2 separate regions of the Mus musculus genome follow, and region 1 is linked to region 2. A link is a contact called in public Hi-C data. All regions are on one chromosome and are shown on one strand. The core of a region is the stretch at or near the end of the contact, and the rest is flanking DNA. Distances in the headings are between cores, read along the strand shown.

Region 1 (2,789 bases), core at 73-2,572, 360 kb before region 2:
ATTTAAAGGGCTGAGGATATACTTCAGTAAAGAGCACTGTGTAACACATATGCGACTATGAGTCTAATCCCTAGCACTGCAAAAAAAAAGGTAATGTTAACACTCAAGAACTCAAGACACTTTCACTTAGAATGTCACAGATTCAATCCAGTGCTGCACTGAGTGGAGATGGGAGAAGACCAGGAGTGCCAGCGTGGCACCGCCAGTCAGACGAGGGTGTCTTCTGTGTGATCATCTCAGAGATGCTCAGCACTCAGATATAAAATTCAATACTAAACTCTTAAGAAAATGGAATTTGCAAAAAGAGTATCAACCAAGCAGCAATCTAAAGCAGTAACAATCCTATTTAACAGCTCACTCCCTGCATCCACTCCAAGAAACAATCAGGTGCCATGAGTCAGTCGAGAAAGGCATCTAAGGTACTTACTCCTAATGGCGTCTACCTGCATACAGGTAGAGAAACATTCGAAGCATGTTTAAGGTGACCTAAAATCACAAAGGGTCTAAGAGTAAGAGAAGATTTTTCATTACATACCCTTTTGCAAGCAGCCCAAACAATTTTTACCATGAGTGACTTTTGCATAAAATTATGATTTTAACAAATTAATCATGATTAAAGTTTCAACTGTACAACATAATTCTCCTTAATTACAACCTGTTCTCTAACTAGGTCTCACCTGGTAACCAACCCTTAAGGAAGCCTAGGTGAGGGAACCAAGTAAACAGATCAAAAAGAAACATATCAGTCTGCTTTTTCTAAGTTAGCCTAAACAACAAAATTAGAGTTACATGCATGACACTGATTGCCCCCCCCAAAAAAAACCCCAATAAGAGTAATCACTTCACCTATAATTGCTTTTTGTTAAATAATTAACTAGGCCAAGCAGGCTAAGCGCACTGTGTGCCTTCAAGTGTCCAGTCCTCAGTTTCCATGGAGATCATCAGGACCTCATCAGGCTAAGCCTGGAAGACAGGAGCAGTAACAGCACCAACAGTGCTGCAGACGATCTGAAGACGTTACAGGGCAGTAAAGGGCATCCCTAGCAACAAGGCTTTGTCCCATTTGTCCCGTGCCACAAGCAGACTCCTCACAGTCCACAGGCAACCCTGACACCCACAACCAAGGAGCTTGTTCTCAGTCCTAACTGAAGGCTGTTTAGCTTCACTTCCTTTCCATTTTTCTTGCCAGAAACACAAGGAAATGAAATTTGTGGTTAGATTGATGTTTTGTTTTTCTGCTTTTCCTCCTCCTGTTTTACCAGGAAGCAGTAGCATTAAAGTTCTATCATGTGGTTGCCCAACAAGACACAGGAAGCCAGAACCTTACAATTCAATGACTAGTAAGTACAATGCAGAGATGGAGCCAGGCTTAATCACAGAGATTGGCACTGTGGCAAGGTGCGACCAGAAGACACTTATTGAGTCTTTTCACTGTGTAACACACACACGATACACAAATGATAAATTGCACTCACACTTAGAGCAGTGTGAAAAGCCATTCAACAACAGGAATGGACTGCAAGAGGAAGAAGTTCGAGGACATGTTTATTCCATCCATTTTCTCCCTCCCCTCCCACGTCTACAGATTTCCACCCACCTGTAACCCACTTCTTGAGAGGCAGAAGCACAAGGATCCGGAGTTGAAGCCACCCTGAGTTACATAGCAAGATCAGATTACATGAGGCCCTGCCTCAAACAAAATAAAACAAAAAATCAGGGAACATGGCTCAGTGATGGGGAGACGACTCCATGGCCAAGCATGAGACTGGCCTTCAGATCCCTGGCGCCCACACAGGAGATGGGTGAGGCCGCATGGAACTGTAATATCAGTGGGAGGAAACAGGCAGCGATCTGACCCTTCAGACATAAAGCAGCAAGCTCCAGGTTCAGTGAGACCCTGTCTCAAAAAGTAAAGAGGGACAGACAAGGAATGTCAACCTCTGCCTGCACTTTCCCCCGCCCCTTCTCCCCCCCCTCACTCATACAGGGGGAGGGGCAAGACAGAGAATATTTCCTATTTTCCATACTAACAACAAAAACTCTTCGATTTGGCAAATGTACAGGCAAGCATTAAGTACAGAGGGAGGCATGGTGACCTAACCACTGTAAATCTCAGCATATGGGAAGCTGAAACAGGAGGGTCATGAGTTTCAAACCAGCTAAAGCTGCAGGAACCTGTCTCCAAAATGAGCAAGCAAGCAAACAAACAAGAAATAATGAGAAAATAAAAGAAAGGAAAGAAGGAAGGAAGGACTATGACCATGGGTGAACAGCAAGGTCAAGAACAGAATTCAGAAGCATATGTGCACACAGCAACATAAATCCACAATGTTCCACAATCACAAAAAAAAGGAATGTTATTCCTTAAAATATGGGTTTCCATGGTATTTAGTGGCTCTAACACTTGCAAAATAGTAAGGAATTCCTTTAAAATGTTTGCAAGTACTTGAGAGCTGAGCAAATGTCCAATCTGGGCATTAAAACTAGAAAACTAGGAGCTGCAGATACAACTTGATTGGTAGACTATTTTATTTGCCAAACATCAGGAAGCTGTGGGCTCGATCTCTACCACCACATAAATCCTAGCACAGGGGAGGTGGAGGCAGGAGGATAAAAAATTCAAGGTCATCTTTGGCTACACAGTAAGTTTGAGGCTAGCCTGGGCTACATGAGGACTGTCTCGAAAGTAAAAAGACAAAAGACTTTAAAAATATTAGCATGCGTAACAAGTTTTATATAAATGTACATTAATTTATTAAAATACAGAAGAGCATTAGCGCCATCATCTT
Region 2 (3,025 bases), core at 414-2,913:
AAGTCTTGGCCATAAAAGCTATAAAAGATGAAGGCAGCTATTCCAACAGTAGGACGATAACAGGCCCTGGTCATCCAGTTTAGAAACCCTGGAGCCACTTTCACTGCTTATCTCAGTCTCCTCTAACTTGTCAAAATCATTTTGTTTGTTAATTTTCCTTATTTATTCCTTCTTCTCATTCCTGATGCAATGGTTTCTGTTCAAGTCACCACATTCTAATCCTGAAATTATTCAAGTAATTTCTTACCTATTCCTTTCCTTATTTCATCCACTTTTACACACATATGTACACCGAGTCACACACACATACACACATACACACACTGGATGCCTTCTATGTGCCAGGACCGTTCATGGATGCATGCAAGTGTGTCTTATTGTTAATGTGATTGTAGACACAAGGTGATGAAACCATGTACAACCTTATAATAAACAGAAATGAGTACAAATGTAATTGAGGAGCTCAGAATGGACTCTGTGGAATCAGGTATCAACTGGACATGATAGCTCACACCTGTAATTCTAGCACGTGGACGCTGAGGCAGGAGGATTACCAAGTGCCAGCTTGGGCTATTTAGTGAGTTCCAGGATAGCCTGAATACCCTATCTCAAAAAGTAAGTAAACAAAATTCACTGTCAATAGTGTTCCTAAGAGTATAGATTTTTACAAAAACGCTACTCAGGCTGAAATCCCTGCTCATCCCCTGTACAGCTAGGAAATCCCCGTCTCCTTTCCCCAACCTGGCCAGCACTGTGAAAACTCCCTTGTCTGCTTGAAGAAAACTCCGGGCTAACATGTCCCCGTTTCCGGTAACCCACCCAAGAGTGCCCGCCCAGGAGCTCAGATTTTGATCATGTATGGGCATAATCCCGGGTCCTAGTAGGAACTTCATCACACCTCACCTAAACTCTACAAAAACCCTTGCTTTAGCCTGGATGTGTGACTTCACTGAGCTCCACCTGTGAGACCAGTGAACCCATCTGAGAGCTGCCCCTAATAAACCTACCTTTCTCTACTTTTAATCTGATCTAATCTGGCCTATGTCTGTGTCGCTGAGAGAGAGAAAAAGCCTATCAGTTATCACTATGTCTGGTAGAGAAATGAGCCTGTTCAATCAAATAAACATTATACAAAACCCAACAACAAACCAAAACAAAAGGGACTTGGAAGACTGAGACAGGAGGATAATCAAAAGCTTGAGGCCAACCTGGGCTACATGGCAAGACCCTGTCACAAACAAACAAACAAACAAACACTCCAAATAAACCCACACTAGTATGTTTAATGGAGAGAGACTAAACATTTTCCTTCTCAGATAAAGAGTAAAACAAAAGATGTTTGTACTGTAAGTTCTAGCCAGAACAGTCAAGAAAGGAAATTAAATCCTTCAGAATACTACCAGAAGTAATAAATTCTGTAGGAAGTAAGGTCAACATACAAAAATACATTCTTGTATATTAGTAATTAATTTAATATGCCATAACTCAAGAAAGTAAATATACTGACTGTTATAAATGTTTTTATAATAGTAGCTCCTCCAAACCACAACACAACAACAAAACATGCAGGTGTAAACTTGACCAACTCAGTAGTAAGTTCTCACTTCTGTCAGGCGTGTGAGGCCGCGTCGTGCTGAACAAACCAAGTCAGCAGTTCTTAGAGTCATCAGAGAATTGGGGCTACAGGGCAAACCACTGATGACGCACTGTGTGTGTGTGTGTGTGTGTGTCTGTGTGTATGTGGCTATTTTATTGGGTTTTTATACTTCTACCCTTCCAACCCCCCAACACTAGGTAAGAAAGAAAGATAGAGGCAAAAGGGATGTAGACCTCTTTAGACTACTTCCTGCTGATTAGGGATGTCAGGTTCCCTGTGAACAACTCTGAGAGCTGGAAATTCTAAGAGGCGATCTGGGTGGGAGGAGCCACTTTCTGGAGGTTGTCTCTAGGAACCTTATTGGTTTCTAGCTCACAATAATGATCAAGAGGCTGCCTCATGCAGACAACTGGTAAAAGAGCAAACTATCTGTTTTGAAATAAGCCCAGAACATCTGTTCTTTAATAAAAAATGTGGCTGAAAAGAAACCATTTCACCAGAACCCAAGCAGACATCTCAAAAAAGAAAGTACTTTTCTCACCTTAACCAAATATCCAATCCTTCTGGCTTCCTGTCTCAGAGGAGAAAGAACCAAGAAGCCCCTGAAAGGGCCACAACCCAGAATGCAGACATTAAGACTGGACCTAATCCCAGGGCCACAGTGGTTTGCATTCATTGTACACCTTTCCGTCTCATCACAGGGCTCCTACAAGCTGCAACTCAGAGAACAGCAGGCCTCAGGCTTTACTTAAATCTCTAGCAGCTAAGGGAAGGCCGCTATTGCAGAGGATCAGAGTTTAGTTTGCAGCCTCCATGTCATGCAGCTCTCAATGGCAGCTCTGTTAACTGCAGCTCTGAGAATCAAACACCCTCTTCTGGCCACTCACACACACATGAGCACAAACACAGACACAGTTCAAAACAAACAAACAAAAGAGCTTTTAAAAAGCCTTTAAAACTTACCACAGAAATGGAGAAGAACAAAGTCTAAACATATGCGACTCATACTCAAACTATAGGAAACAAAAAAGAAACTGGCAGCTTCATACACTACTTACAGGCAAGTAAAAGAGTGATTGGAACCACAGTGAACAGCTAGCTGATCCAGAAACCCTCCACACTACTCAGCATCACTACTAGGTATATATGCATATAAAAACTCTGTCTACATGAAAATGTGTATGGATATGAATGTTCATATCAGGATTGTTTATGATGACCACAAATGGTGGAAACAACCCAAATATCCATTAACAACCAGGTGCCAGTTAGAGTGAGAAAAGTGTATCCCTGAGTAGCGACAAAAGGGATGGGACTTTGATGCACACTACCCACCATATGGATACTGCTTGAATGCTATGCAGAAATGCCAGTGATAAAAGACCACAGATTAGGATTCCATTTATACAAACCATGTAGGACAGGACA

What was found. A called contact is a pair of places that touch in the nucleus more often than the background predicts.
Region 1: a contact with region 2 is called in a Hi-C map of CD4 T cells, with 2.9 times the contacts expected there. The contact joins two enhancer-like sites. A contact is called at or near these places in 2 of 484 Hi-C or Micro-C datasets (CD4 T cells and CD8 T cells).

What each region holds. Positions count from the first base shown.
Region 1 is chr7:121,058,189-121,060,977 of GRCm38.p6, reverse strand. All of the region lies in intron 4 of Mettl9 (methyltransferase like 9), which reads right to left. Among named protein-coding and RNA genes, the nearest start is that of Igsf6, 15 kb to the left of the region's middle. Within about 2 kb of position 1,322, at least 49 of the 459 cell types and tissues checked have an H3K27ac peak or open chromatin away from gene starts, as enhancers often do. A contact at or near this core is called in CD8 T cells, where this site is marked.
Region 2 is chr7:120,698,534-120,701,558 of GRCm38.p6, reverse strand. All of the region lies in intron 1 of Mosmo (modulator of smoothened), which reads right to left. Among named protein-coding and RNA genes, the nearest start is that of Gm51495, 8.1 kb to the right of the region's middle. Within about 2 kb of position 1,663, at least 36 of the 459 cell types and tissues checked have an H3K27ac peak or open chromatin away from gene starts, as enhancers often do. A contact at or near this core is called in CD8 T cells, where this site is marked.